Linked DNA regions of Mus musculus: regions 2, 3, 4 and 5 are each linked to region 1. A link is a contact called in public HiCAR-type and promoter capture Hi-C data. All regions are on one chromosome and are shown on one strand. Each heading gives the region's core, a stretch centred on a gene start, on an enhancer-like site or on the middle of the called end of the contact. The rest is flanking DNA. Distances are from core to core; before and after follow the strand shown. Region 1 holds the start of Enpp5 (ectonucleotide pyrophosphatase/phosphodiesterase 5). Region 2 has its middle 6.5 kb from the start of Gm35204. Region 3 has its middle 29 kb from the start of Gm35204. Region 4 holds the start of B230354K17Rik (RIKEN cDNA B230354K17 gene). Region 5 holds the start of Spats1 (spermatogenesis associated, serine-rich 1).

Region 1 (2,700 bases), core at 104-2,603:
TGCATGTGTGGTATGTGTGTATGTGTGGTATATGTGTATGTATGGTATGTGTGATGTGTGTGCATGTGTGGTATGTGTGGTATGTGTATGTATGGTATGTGTGCATGTGTGATGTGTGTGTGTATGTGTGATATGTGTATGTGTGGGATGTGTGCATGTGTGATTGTGTGTGCATGTGTGATGTGTGTGCATGTGTGATGTGTGTGATATGTGTGCATGTGTGATGTGTGTGATATGTGTACATGTGTGGAATGTGTGCATGTGGCTCTGACTTGCCTTGCTATGGTCTAGGAATGGGCAGATGTAACCTATGAGGCAGGCTGGCTTTGTTTTCAGAACCATAAGCTGTATGCAAAGGATGCATATGAGCTTAAGGTTAGATTTGCTTTTTTAAACTGTGGTTTCATCCAGACTAGAAACTGTTTTGGACATTGGTCTCAAGACAATGACTGATTCCAAACTTAAATTTACTATTGTATCTTGAATGCCACTCATTCTGGGAGCAACATTAATAATGGCCATGACGGGGAATTAAATGTATGCAGGAAACTGCAAATGACTGATCCCTGTTTCTTCCCTCTTTTCTTTTCTTTCCCCCAATTTTCTCTCCCATCTCACTAACACGAAGGAAATTATTATCAACCAAATACAATTTAATGCCAAGAAAGAATCAGTTGCACGGAACATATGATTTTTTTCCCATCTATTTTAGTTAATTGAGGTAAATAGAAGACAACTGTTTTCTTGGGGCAAACTGAAGCGAAGTATGAGGCTCTGTCTAAAGCTCGGGGATGTTCGATAATAAGAAGCAACATAATTACATGGGTGCCACAACGCAGGTGGGGGTGGGGATGAGGAAAAAAGGACAAATCTCTCATTTCTCCACGCAGAAACAGCACGGAGCCCTGAAACTCTCTAGATCTCGATTGAAATCGCCCTGGCCTTTCCAGTCCTTCCTCTCTCCAGCCTCCCCCACCCCCACCCCGCCCCAACCTAAGCAAACAGGCGCACCAATCAAAGAGCAGAGGAGTGGGCTTATGTCAGGGTGTTTGCCAGGGTGGGTGGGTGCGTCGCCTCTTCTCTACGGGGTTGCTAGGCCTCCCCGCCCCGCTGGCCGGTGACAGCCCCAGTGTGGGCCTCTGGAGGCAGGCCACCCTTCTCCGGGGACTCACCCGCGCTGAGACAGATCTGTCCTGGAACGTTTGGGACCAAGAGGAGGCAGAAACAAGGGGCACTGTAGGATCCTGTTCGCTCACCTGCACGCAGCCTCAGCGCAGAGCACCTGACTCGTCGCTGCAGCCCGCCCCGCTGCTGGAACGCCATTGGCTCCCGCCAGCTTGTCACTGTTACCAGGGTGAAAAATCCGCTCCTAGGAGTAGCTGTGCTGCCTGTCAATTAGCGGAAGCAGGGGGGCGGGCGCTGCGTGGGTTTGAAGGAGGGGGACTTGGTGGCCAGGTTTGGGGATAGGGATGGGTGGCTGGGGGCTCTTGTCACTCAGAACTGCCCTGGTAGGCCTGTTGTGTCCGTGATATTGAGGGACTTTAGTGTGCTATCCCAGTGGTTGGAGATCTGAAACTCATGTTCATTATAAGCTAATTTTATTCTACCATCTCTTCTGAGTTTTCTTCTTCCTTTATCATAAACTGATGACGTCACTCAGTAAGCTTTAATTGAAGGAGGGACATCAGAATATCCAAGCTTGCCATGAGATGGTGTTAATAATTCGAAACAGGGTCTCATTTAGCTCACCATAGTGTGGAACTCAGTTTGTAGCCCAGCATTACCTCAGTCCTAGTACCTTCCTGCTCCAACTTCCTAAATTCTGGGGATTACAGGCATGTATCACCATGCCAGGTTTTATGAGGTGCTGGGAATTAAACCCAGGTTTTCCTGGATGCCAGCTGAGCACTCTCTCAACTGAAGAATATCCTTAGCCCTCATGAATCTTTTGTTCATGAATAGCTGGTGTCAAGTATTTCCTCTATGGAAGGCTTTGGGAATCTAGTCTGTTCTGAAGCCCAATGTGTGACTTCCAAGTGTTTGCATCTTATTATAAGTTGGCCACGCAGGCACTCCCCACTCCTATCCTCCAAGCAGTAGCACCTGAAAGCTTCAGCTAACCAAATCTGTCTGCAATAGGCAGTATTATCTGCTTGATTGTCACAACTGAAGTTTCAACATTTAATCAGCTGGTAAGGCTACAAGCATCCACAGCTGTGGCCTTGGTGCCTGTCTGTAACAAATGTCTTCTGTTCTGTGTGCTGGGGCTGTGATGTTTGTAGCCACGTTCTGTAAAGGAATTGAGCCCTTTGGTCTTAGCCTTTGGTGTATTTCTAATGAGGGGACAGTCTCAACTCTAGCCATGGGCACTTGCTAAATTGGGCGGCACTGCCCTGAAGGGCATTTGGGCACTCTGCCATGGGGATTTTTATCATTTTCAACACGTGGGAAGGAGGCGGAAAGGGAGGTTGTTTCTGCGTGTAGCCAGACCCAAAACCATGAAGCTGCACAACTTGTTCCGAAGCCCCAAGTCCTGACCTTTGAAACTGCTCAAAGTTGGAAGGAGGTGGTTCAGTCTAGTAAGTCCTTATCTCCCAGCCTAAGAAGCCAATTCCTTGTTCACTCCAAAGAAAGAAAACCTGGAAGAAAAAAAAATCAGGGGTGAGAATGGGCCTGTTTCTATGTGGGTCATTGAGAATT
Region 2 (2,700 bases), core at 99-2,598, 1.2 Mb before region 1:
TAGGCTTTCCAAGGAACATGGTGCCTCTAAGCAGGCATGTGCTTTGACCCCCAAAAGACACCCTTTGCGTCACTGACAGTCCCTTTGTATTGGGCTACTGTCTGTCATTTCTGATGGGCTGGCTGGTGGGAACTGTCCCACAGACTCCAGCCCCAGGGCTGACAGTAGGTCTGTCTTCAAGCTGTTGGGCTGTGTTCAAGTCACAAACAAAACCAGAGAACACGATTCACGGCCCCATGGGTACCACTTTTCAGCTGGTGATGGGTTTGGCCTCTGTCCTCTGCTTTGTGGGTCAGCAGAGAAAGTGCCCACTTACACAGGATGTAATTTTAAGAGCTCCAACATGACCAGCTATCCTTTGGCTTGGGATAGAAATATCCATGGAGGAAATGTGTTAAGATCAAGGAGGTTCCTGTCAAAAGAAACAGCTGGCCAGACAGGGACAACCTGCTTTACACAGCTCATTATTGATGTGTAAGGCATAGAACAAGCTTCCACAGTCTCTTCTTGTTTCAGTGAGGCGGGACCTGGTGGGCAGGTGGTGCCCCTGTGCTGATCTGTGCTTGTCTGAGACTGTGGGGAGCTGCCTGGTCCTCCGGCATCTCCCCATTGCTCCTCTGAAATCTGGAGAAACCTGCTTTGACAAGGTCATGGAAAAGTTCATAATAAATTGTTCCCTTGTTCAAATCACATCTCAATGAGAGCCACCCTGACCGCCATCTTTCACACTGTCACCAGCCGCCACTTATAATGTCTGGCTTTCCTGCTCTATTTTCATTTAATGTGCATTCACTTAGCATACAATATATTTTTACCTCATGATTATTTTCTGTTTCCTGTTAGAAAATGAGCTTCAGGAGGGCATGGAAGCCAGGCAGGCTTTTACTGTGGTGGGGGCTAGGTATACGGGACGGGACATGTAGCACTAGATACCTTTTATGTGGAGACACTGGAGGGAAATATCTACAGCTCTGACTCTTGGAGATGGCTTTTTCTTTTCTTTCCAACGTGTCTTATGGAGATGGCTCAGGGGATGAAGCAACAGGTTCTTGGAGAAACTGGGAATCAGTAAGGCCCACTTCCACTGACTTGGCAGCTGAGTGTGGATTTAAAGAGTGAATAGTGATTAGGGAAACAACCTCCCACGTAGCCGCCTGACCTTTTTTTTTTTTTTTTTTTTTAATTTTTTCCCTTGTACCTGTACTGTGTTCTATAGCACAAGGACTTCCTGCCACCATTTTCCTCAATCCCAGCACTGGAAACGAGGCCTGGCAATGTGTTAGATACACTCCAAGATGGAAGACTCACCATTTTCTCATGCTCCTGATTGATAAAGGAAACCAGTGACCCAGGTCTAAAAGGGAGACCAAGGAAGCCCTGGCTTTCTTTGACTCTTAAAAAGTAGGCTACTCTCAAACAATGGAGGTTTCTGAATGACCCAGTGGATAAAAGGGAACTATTTCCAGCAAGCACGAAAATATTCTGGTTTTTTTCTTTTCTTTTCTTTCCAACGTGTCTTATGGACAGCACTCTGGGCTAGGTCCAGAGGGGGAAACCAGGAGGAACATAGATTGGGGAAACATATGTCCTGCTTAATTGGGGACAGTTATGGCTTGCACCTGGTGGCCTGGTCTAATGTGCGGGAGTTCCTCTTTTTCTGTTGTTTGTTTTAGTTTGCTCTGAGAGGGCCTTTCTACATAGCTGGGGCTGGCCTTGAACTTGAGGCTTCTCCTGCCTCAGCCCTCTGAGTACTGAGATTACAGGTGGGCAGCACCATGGCTGGCTTTGTTTCTCTTTCAATCTCAGGAGCATCGAGACTGGCTTGAGAAACGAATAATGCCCTTGACCCTCTACTGGCAATCTCGCGGGCTGGTAGGACCAGATAACAGCTCCTGTTTGGGGGAATGAGTTAGGGTAAGCGGGGCTGCAGTCAAGGGTTTCCAAGGAGTGAGGCAACAGCCCTTTCCCCTCCTTCACTCAGGTTCTGGTGGGCTAAAGTGAGCGTTCTTAGCAGGCCACCCACATGGTACCAATGTGAGCCATCAAAAGTGTACATGCTATGGAGGTGGTACCCTCTGGAGTCACCCCAAGGTATACGGTATAAAGGGTGACCCTTGGAATTGCACCCAAAGCTCCCATGGGTGTTGGGTTTGTAAAGGTTGAGAGATCAGTGTCTTAGTTTGATCAGCCATTTAAGATCACAGGCTTGCTCTGTTCCTTATTAAGTCCCTTGGTTCTAGTTTTTCCAGGAAGCCTTCCAGTACAACATGAGTTGATCTGAGCTGTTTTTAACCATCAGCTACTAACCTGAGCCCTTCAGAGACCTTTAGAGAAAGTAGTCCGATCTGATGGTCTTCAGCCATGACTGGAGAGGCAATAAGAGGATACATGTGCCCGAGACCCTTGGTGATTGACATGTCTGTGGGGAAGGAGAGCTGTGGGCGTGTGTGTAAGGTTCTTGCTTGTGGGCTGAGGTAGGAGCCTCTTATCTCTCTTGTAGACTTGAAGACTTTGGTGACAAGGAGGACAGAACCTCTTGAAGTTGGCTCTGTTGGCTGACCTCACTGCCCCTACATGATGACTTGTTTTCTGGATTCCCTACAGAGGCCAACTTCAGGGATGGAGAATAATTCATCTCTGGCCTTCTGCTGGAGGCAGAATGCAGCACAGAGTTGGTGGTGTTGGGGTGAGTGGAGGCAG
Region 3 (2,700 bases), core at 51-2,550, 1.2 Mb before region 1:
TTTCTTGACTTCTCTGCCACCAAAGTCTAGAACATTCCATCAGCGCAGACAGGCAGCTGCCCAGTGTTATGGCTATGAATGGTGGCATTGAATGAATGCCAAGTGTCATGGTCACACTCTGTTTTAGGAGTGAACTTGAGGGTGCTATTCATCCCTTTGACTGTGTCAGCCGAACGCCATCCCTCGCCGCACTGTGGAAATGTGACTATTCGTTATGAGATGCTCACACTGACAGAAACATACAAGGAATACTTATTCATATTATACATACATCAGTGGACGCTCGCCATTTAGTATAAGCAAACAGCATCTGCTAATTTTGATGTGGCTCTAAGGGCCCAGTTTTCCTCTTTCCCTCTGTGACAGTTGCAGTAATGACACCGTCCTGTGACACGGAAGCATCATGTCAAACACATCCCAGAGATGCGTTATACAGGAGATAAACCTCAACCTCTTAGAGTTGAATCGTTACCAGTCTCTCAACATTAACCAAGGCCACCTAGGTTCGAGCTCATACAGAGAGCATTCCCAGATAAAGACAGGGAAGTCGTGGTCCTTAATAGGCATCCTGTCACAAAGACCAGGGAGACCATATATGATATATATGATGGAAGTGTGATGCTCTGAGATTCATTTTATAGGTCATTGAACTGAGAACCGGAACAGTGTGTGGTCTTATCTCTAGGGATCTAGGTTGGGCATCAAGGGCTGGGACCCAGGCTCAGTTTCATCTCTGCTGTTATTTAGCCATGGGACCCTTCGGCGATCACTTCTCGCTTTCCCAATTTTCTTGCCCCCACCCGGCAATGAAAGAGTGAGAGTAGAATATTTGGAAACTCCCTCTCCTCCTTTAAGTCCGAGTTTCTGATACTTCCCACCGCCAAGATCTCACCTGGCTCCCTGATGTCCCTGGAGACTTTGCCTGTAAGCTGCGCTCTGAGCGGAGCCCTGTGGAAATCTCTAGCTCAGCCTGCATCCCCCTTGCTAGCTGGCCTGCAGTGCCAGGGAGAACTCTCCAGGCAGGCGTGCTTCTGTGGGTCTGCCCGGCGCTCTTATTGCCACAGTTTCCATTCATTTCCTTTGACCTGCCTGTGGGAGAAGCTTATGATCACTGATAATTCTAGTTAATCCCTTAACTAGGAAAAGGAAACTAGCCATCTAATAGGCAAAATGAGGGAAGGACTTGGCACACCATCTGCAAAATATAAACCTAAAATATTCCAGAGTGTTCTCTGGGAGGCCGCAGCCATTAACGCCCCGGAGAGTCAGCTACTGCATGGCCTGGCTCCTGGCGGTGGGAAGAGTTCTGAGCCCAGCTGGGAGCGGGCACTTTCCCTCTCTGCGTGCTTGTGGTGGACTCCGTTAACTCGCTAAGGCAGAACATCTCCAAGCCCGTAAAAAGCTTTCTGACATGTCCCCGAGCAGCTGGCCTCCCCCATTTCAGAAGATGTCATGGTTTATTAATTCTTTGCAGAAGCAATAAGAACTGGGTATTGGCTTAATTTGGGGCCAATTTACTGTTATGGTAGGAAAAATTGGCTCTGTCTCCTTTTATTCAACACAAGGGTCTATATTTTCTGCTTTAACCCCTCCCGTGCTGGGCTTCTCCCTACTCTGCTTTTCCATGGATAACTTTGGGCCTCAGTTTCTTCAACATAAAGCGGAGATAATTGTAGTAACGATTTCCCAGGATTGTGCTGGATAGATATTAAGTTATTGAGTTATTTTAGTGTCTTTCTCTACCAAATGCTCCACATGGTGACACTTAAAAAAAAAAAAAACACCAAACCCGGGAAATATCACATCCAGATGTCCTGGCCTCTTTATGGATAACTGGTACCATGGCAACCCTATGTTCATGTTCTCATTAAGAAGAGCTATCTGGAGTTGAGTAGCGAAAGCATGCTTGAAAAAGGACATCTGTACCTGCTCAGGTCTCTGGGCCTTTCCGTTCTACAGAGGTGGGGGTGTTTCTGCCCGGTCCTGTGGCCTGGAGTCTGAGATCTGGGGTTTCCTGTTTCTTTGATAGGCTGTGCATAGCCACGGAGCCGAACTCTCCTAAAGCTGCTTCGGTGGGTAAGGGCTCTTGCTTCTAAAGCACAAAGGGGCTGAGTGTGAACCCCCAGCATCTGTGTAAAAAAGGTGGGTGTGGTTACACTCAAGCCTATAACTGCAGCAATGGGCAGGGGATTGGAGACTCAGGGATATTGAGCCTTGCTGCCTGGCAACCTAGCTCCATGTTCTTGGAGGGATCCCATCTCAAGGGAATGAGGCAAATAGATGATTTTAGAAAGACACTCAACATCCTCTTCTGACCCAACTGTATGCACACACAAATGAACATCAAGCCTACGGACATAAACAAAAGAGAAAATCTGGCTTAGCTTAGCCTTGGGATGTAGCTATTATCCTACACATGCGGGAAGCGGAAATGGGGGATTATGGGATCAGGGCTAGCTTGGGCTACAAAGAGGAGTCTTCTGTCTTAAAACAAACAAACAAACAAACAAACAAACAAAACAGCCCTGAACTGTCCTACAGAGTCCTGGTTTTACCTGCACTGGTAGTAGCAGGAAGCAGTGGTTTTTTGGGAAGGAAAATTCAAACCAAACAAATGGAACCTCCCTCTGAAGACTGACCTATGTGGACCAAGATGAGATTGTGATTTGTAGACAAAGAAAGCATAATTCATTGATAACA
Region 4 (2,700 bases), core at 67-2,566, 1.4 Mb before region 1:
ATGTTGAGTGGAAGAAGTCACTGTCATGATCCTTTGGAATAGCCTATGTGAAAGAGGACTGGTTCAACTGTGGATTTATTAGGCCTCTCGATTACAAATAATGGAAAGCTAACTTCAATGACTAAATCCAAAAGGGGGATATGGAAGTAGTTACGACTTGGGAATGTTCTAGATCCAGGGACCATGTAGTTCAAAATACAATTGTTAGGTGCCACACAATTGGTAGGTTAGAGGCTTATCAGCTAGCAGAAACACTGACCTCTTTTGGATCCTAGCGTTAAGATCCCCAGAGAGGAGTGTTCAGATTTGCTTTGATCTGGTCAACCAAATGGTGTGTGACCTGGGTGTGTGGGATAAAAACCATACAACTAAGTGATGTTGGCAGGAGGTAATGGTTACACATCTTTACAAGAGAGCATTGCAAAGAGTACCAGAGGCAGAAAATGGCTTGTTAACCTGTCATCCTGTCAGATGACAGGAGTGAAATGAGATTGTAGGTCACTAAACCCAAGTGTTCTTCATAACACTACACTACCTCCCTCTCAACTGAAAGCAGTGATATTTTGATACAATTTCCTATTTCAAGGAAAAAAATCGTAACAAAAATCGAATCGGAAAATCCGTCATGTCTTCTAGAAGGGGCAAACGGAAGCATGAACAGTGACAACAAACCAGAGCCGCTATGCACGGAATAAAATCTTTCCCTAGGGACCTGGGGTGACACCAAGTAATTAATTGCTCTGGAATAGTGGAGAAATCTGCGTGGGAAAAGAGAGAGGAGATGGCAGAGAGTCTGACAATTTCCACTTCACCGAGACTTTGTGGACTCGCAGCCGCCCTCTGATTTGATGAACAAGTTGTTTGTTCCACTCTTCAGAGGACGACCCCGGATTCCAGGGGCGAGACTCCCGCAACTCACCGAGTTTGTTCCACAGACACCCAACAGCGAGGGATGAGGGAAAGCGGCTGACGTGACGCTTCCCAAGGGTCCCTAGGGCGTCGCCTCGAACCCCTTGTGGCTCTTCCAGGAAGGAGAGCGAACACTTTGGGGCGAGCAGTCGCTCAGTCCCTCAGGTTAGAGTTAGGATCTTGAGTCCGTCCGGCATCCTCGGCGCTTGGCGCTGCGAGTTGGAGCTCCTAGAAAGAGAACGGACTCGTTTGCATCTCCCCGAGGACTCAGCGAAGTCCTCGTCGGTCGCCGGGATGCCCAGCGCAGCGCTCCGTTAAACAAACAGACAAACAAACAAGCAAACAAACAAACAAACAGCGCTCCCTGGGGACCAAGCGTGCTGAGGAACGCCACACCCCTCACATTTATTCCCCACCCCCGGCACTGCCCTCCGCGTGACGTCAGGACCAATCCCTTCACTGCGTTCCCGGTCAAGTTCCAACTCTGGCATCTCGCGAGAGTTTTGTTTTCCTTCACCCTAGTCTCGGACCTGCGCGCGACACGTCGGGCGCCTTGGCACCTGCGGTTTGATTAGTCTCCATCAGTCTTAAGGTTGCAGCCTGGCCGCCCGCGTCTTTTGCCTTCGGCCGCTAAGATCTCGCGAGATTTCCCGGGGCTGCCCACGCCGCGCCTGCGCAGAGCTCTTCAAAGCAGAAGGTCGCTCTTGGGAGGAAGTGGCCTTTTGCGTCCCGTGCCCGGAGCGCCGTTACTACTTTCTCGAAGCTCTCCTCGGCTCCCTTGCCGGGACACTCTGCCGCTAAGATGCCCCGGATTATGATCAAAGGGGGAGTGTGGAGGAACACGGAGGTGAGGCAGCTTTTCCCGCCGTCCGCAGCCCTCCGCCGGCTCTGGTAGCGTGTGCGCACGCGCGGGGAAGCTCCGGGAGCCGTGGCTGTCCCGCGGGGGTCTGCGGTGCGGGGCGGCGACTGCGCGGACCCCGGGGACCCTCGCGGTGCATGGGTGCGGGCTCGGGTCACCTGGCTCACCCCGGGGGCGAGGTCGCGACTTGTCGCCCGGCGCTCCTCGCTTGGCATTTGCTAGGCCCTTGATCACTTATTTGATCAGTTAGGGACGCGCCCCCTCGGTGTCTTCTGCAGCCCGGTGGCCGCCGACCGGACCTCCCCCGGAGCCTGGTGTTTCTCCAGCTCCTTTCGATCTCAGCTCGTGCACAGCGCTTCGCTCTGTTAGAAGCCGTTGTGGCTGCAACTTTGTTTTTTCCGTGACTTCTTTACAGCCGGACAGGCTGCCCGTTTACGTCTGCACCTCTCTGCTTATCTTAGGACCTGGGTCCTTTCTCTTACCTTTCCAGTCACGCCACCCTTGCCGGGATAGAAGCCAGTTAGGACAAACTTACCTACGGTGGTGTTTGCGTCCAGAAATGTTGTAGATTATGTCACGGTGAGCGGAACAGCAGAAGGAAGGAAGTAAAATAGAAATTAAGTTAACGTGCATTTAATCGAGTGCGCCGAATGTATGAGCACCTTTCCGTCTGTCTTGTGCGTTCTTGAGATAGCTCCTTATTGCTTTGGCATCTTTCTGAACATGCTCCAAACTTAGCTGAGAACACTTCTTAGAGTCCTCCTGGCCCATTCGTTGGTCGTCCCGTTGAGAGTTAGTTGTTTAGTGGTTTGGTGGCACCTATTTTTCATTTACTACAGCTTTGTTTTCACAAGCACTTTTGTGTGGCTCCGGCTGAGTTACTTCTGAGAGCCTCAGATTACTCATTTTTATAAGACAAATAAATAATTGTA
Region 5 (2,700 bases), core at 78-2,577, 1.4 Mb before region 1:
CCTAGAACTCGCTCTGTAGATCAGGCTGGCCTTAAACTCACAGAGACCCACCTGCCTTTGCCTCCAGAGTGCTGGGATTAAAAGTGTGTGCCACCACTGTCCAGCTCTGGCTTCTTTTTTATAACCCCAGTGGCCGTCTCCTATTGGATGACTCCTCAGTTAGGGCGTGGCCTGGAGAGGATCTACTCCGTCTAAGCAATATTTGGCTAGCTCAGTTTCAAGATTTCTATACTCCTTCTGTTGTTTCTTTTGCAATCAATGCAATTACTAACAACAGAACCACTCTGTGGAGAGGGTTCAGTGGGTAACGTGCTTTCTGCACAAGCCGAGGACCTGAGTTCAAACCCCAGGACCTACTAAAAGCCATATGGCACATCTATAAGCTGGTGGGACAGAGATAGGTAGTTCCCTGGGACTCCTTGCTGTAACAGTGAACTCCGGGTTCAGCAAGAACCTTATTTCAAAAATGTAAGGCAGAGAGCAACGGAGGAAGACACCTGACATATACAAATGCATGGGCAAGTGAGTCCCTGATACATGTGCACGCACATGCATACAGCACACAAGTAAATATGAATAATTATATTAATTACTCTCTCTCTTTTCCTCCTCCTCCTCCTCCTTCTTTTTTTGTTTTTTTTTTTTTTTTTGAGACAGGGTTTCTCTGTGTAGCCCTGGCTGTCCTGGAACTCACTCTGTAGACCAGGCTGGCCTCAAACTCAGAAATCTGCCTGCCTCAGCCAGCCTCCCAAGTGCTGGGATTAAAGGCGTGTGCCACCACTGCCCAGCCCCCAAACCAGGTCTCAATATAAATTTAGAGACTAAGCTTGGGATGGGGGGCGTTTCTATGTGAGATTTATTAGGGAAAGGGTTAGAAAGATAAATTTCAGTCTATACCATGGAGAGAAAGATAGCTTTGTAAGGGTGGAACTTGGGAGTGAATCTGTTTTCTGGATGACCTTGAACGAGCCTTTGTTCAAAGTCAGTTTTCTATTTTGAAAAACGCAGCTGGCTGCTGAGGCAAGACAGCATCCAGCAGGGCGCCTGGCCCAGAAAAAGGAGCGGTAAGTGGTGGGTGAATCCTGTCTAATCAGGATGCCAATTCTACACCGACATCTGCAAGCTCTGTAGAGGGTGCACCGCACACGGCCACCCGAGGTGACAGAAGTAGCAATGACAGTTGTTGGAAAAGAGCCGCAAACTAAAACAAAATCCTGAGGTTCTGCAGCTCTGAGGTCTGAGACCTCCATCCTCAACCCAGGCCGGAGCGCCGGGTGCAGGAAGATAGGTGCGTCAAGAGTAGCGCGCCAGCTCGCGGGAAGTGGCGCGTTGTCCTGGCAACCCTGGACCGAGCCTTGCAGGCGGTGGTAGACGCCCTTGCTTTCGCTTTGCATCCTGGTATTTGGCAGTTCCGCTGCCAGTTGGTGCGTTGATCTGGGCCACATCCTCCATGGAGTCTTCCAAGGGTAGATGAAGGGCTTCCCCCAGGGAAGTAGGGTGGGACTCAGAGGTGGAAAGGAGACCCAAGGACGGGGCGGGGCGAGTACTTTCGGGAGCCCTGAGTCAGGAGGAGGAGGAGTGGGCAGGACATTCAAACCCGTGAACACCGCTAGGAGGTCCAGTGAGATTTAGGTTTTTCCCTTGCGCTGCCTCTTGAATTTCAATGACTTATGGGGTCTGTTGGTTTTGAATGATAGCCTTTCTAACAAGCACCTTTTGGGTCCGATTGCTTTTCACTGTGTGAACTGGTGAGCCCATGAATACTGGATATGGCAATCCCGTCCGCCAACTTCCCTCTGTCTCAAGAGCGGCCTGTACTAGAGAGCGGCAGAAGGTTCCAGAGAAAAGCGACTTGGGCATGACTAAGGTGGAAAAGAAATACAATTGAGTTCTGGGAAATCAAAAGGTTGGATGGGTGTATAAGCTTATGGAGAGAAAAGGTTTATTGGACTCATAGCTTTATAGGTTTTTTTTTTTTTTTTTTTTTTAAAGACTAAGCACTGCTACCTCATATGTAGCCCAGAGTAGCCCGGAATTCTCCATCTTTTGCTTCACAGGCCCCCGACATTCCAGGTGTGGCTCATGGTCAAGGTCCTGTTGCTTTGGCCCTCTGGTGGCATATCATAGTGGCAATCATCAAAGCGTCTCCCTCTTAGTCAAGAAATAATGACGAGTAAAAGGGATGGCTGTGGTCCCACTCTTTCACTCAGAGGCACCCCAACGACCCAAGACTTCTTATTTTTTTAAAGTTGTCTTTATTTTATTTATGTATGTTTTGCCTGCCTGTTTGTATGTATGTATACTGAGTTTGCGTCTGGTGCCTGCAGAAGGTAGAAGAGGGCGTTGGATACCCGGGAACTGGAGTTATGGATGGCTGTGAACCACCACGTGGTGCTGGGGATAGAAGTCCCGCCCCCCCCTGCAAGAGCATCAAGGGTTCTAACTCTCTCCACCTCCATGCCCTCTGACTTTTAAAACAGTCCCATCATCCCAACAGTATGACAGACTGGGAGCTAAATCTTTAAAACATGGGTTTTTGGAGAGCATTGCAGATCCAAGCTAAGGCAGATAGTTAGGGGCTACACACAATGAGCTCATGTCTACATTTGAGATCTGATCAGTCAGAGACTTCCATCAAAAAGAGGAGCTAAGCTGGCGCTTGCACACGTGCAGTGCTTGTGCAGGACAGGCAGGCACGAG

The links. Promoter capture Hi-C pulls out the DNA fragments that hold promoters and counts their contacts. HiCAR-type assays count read pairs that join an accessible place to other places.
Region 2: a contact with region 1 is called in a promoter capture Hi-C map of the HPC-7 cell line, with 9 times the contacts expected there. The contact joins the enhancer-like site here to the promoter of Enpp5 in region 1. A contact is called at or near these places in 10 of 39 promoter capture datasets (the 3T3-L1 cell line, 3T3-L1-derived adipocytes, the C10 cell line and 6 more) and 1 of 115 datasets of contacts at active chromatin or transcription factors (embryonic forebrain).
Region 3: a contact with region 1 is called in a promoter capture Hi-C map of hippocampal neurons, with 5 times the contacts expected there. The contact joins the enhancer-like site here to the promoter of Enpp5 in region 1. A contact is called at or near these places in 8 of 39 promoter capture datasets (the 3T3-L1 cell line, 3T3-L1-derived adipocytes, the C10 cell line and 5 more) and 3 of 9 other capture datasets (adipose tissue, embryonic stem cells and liver).
Region 4: a promoter capture Hi-C map of hippocampal neurons shows a contact between it and region 1, with 7 times the contacts expected there. The contact joins the promoter of B230354K17Rik here to the promoter of Enpp5 in region 1. A contact is called at or near these places in 12 of 39 promoter capture datasets (the 3T3-L1 cell line, 3T3-L1-derived adipocytes, the HPC-7 cell line and 7 more), 2 of 115 datasets of contacts at active chromatin or transcription factors (large pre-B cells and thymic regulatory T cells) and 2 of 9 other capture datasets (adipose tissue and liver).
Region 5: a contact with region 1 is called in a HiCAR-type map of astrocytes, with 5 times the contacts expected there. The contact joins the promoter of Spats1 here to the promoter of Enpp5 in region 1. A contact is called at or near these places in 4 of 39 promoter capture datasets (cranial neural crest, frontonasal cranial neural crest, hippocampal neurons and 1 more) and 1 of 115 datasets of contacts at active chromatin or transcription factors (astrocytes).

Annotation. Positions count from the first base shown.
Region 1 is chr17:44,077,455-44,080,154 of GRCm38.p6, reverse strand. It overlaps Enpp5 (ectonucleotide pyrophosphatase/phosphodiesterase 5), which reads right to left and starts at 1,353. Exons shown (of 4, transcript NM_032003.3): 1 at 1,173-1,353.
Region 2 is chr17:45,290,194-45,292,893 of GRCm38.p6, reverse strand. No RefSeq gene overlaps it. Among named protein-coding and RNA genes, the nearest start is that of Gm35204, 6.5 kb to the left of the region's middle. Within about 2 kb of position 1,348, at least 4 of the 459 cell types and tissues checked have an H3K27ac peak or open chromatin away from gene starts, as enhancers often do. A contact at or near this core is called in the HPC-7 cell line, where this site is marked.
Region 3 is chr17:45,325,586-45,328,285 of GRCm38.p6, reverse strand. No RefSeq gene overlaps it. Among named protein-coding and RNA genes, the nearest start is that of Gm35204, 29 kb to the right of the region's middle. Within about 2 kb of position 1,300, at least 21 of the 459 cell types and tissues checked have an H3K27ac peak or open chromatin away from gene starts, as enhancers often do. A contact at or near this core is called in hippocampal neurons, where this site is marked.
Region 4 is chr17:45,432,447-45,435,146 of GRCm38.p6, reverse strand. B230354K17Rik (RIKEN cDNA B230354K17 gene) reads right to left here and starts at 1,316. Exons shown (of 3, transcript NR_130961.1): 1 at 920-1,316. It overlaps Cdc5l (cell division cycle 5-like (S. pombe)), which reads left to right and starts at 1,440. Exons shown (of 16, transcript NM_152810.2): 1 at 1,440-1,756. The coding sequence starts at 1,712.
Region 5 is chr17:45,473,565-45,476,264 of GRCm38.p6, reverse strand. It overlaps Spats1 (spermatogenesis associated, serine-rich 1), which reads left to right and starts at 1,327. Exons shown (of 8, transcript NM_027649.3): 1 at 1,327-1,466. The coding sequence starts at 1,451.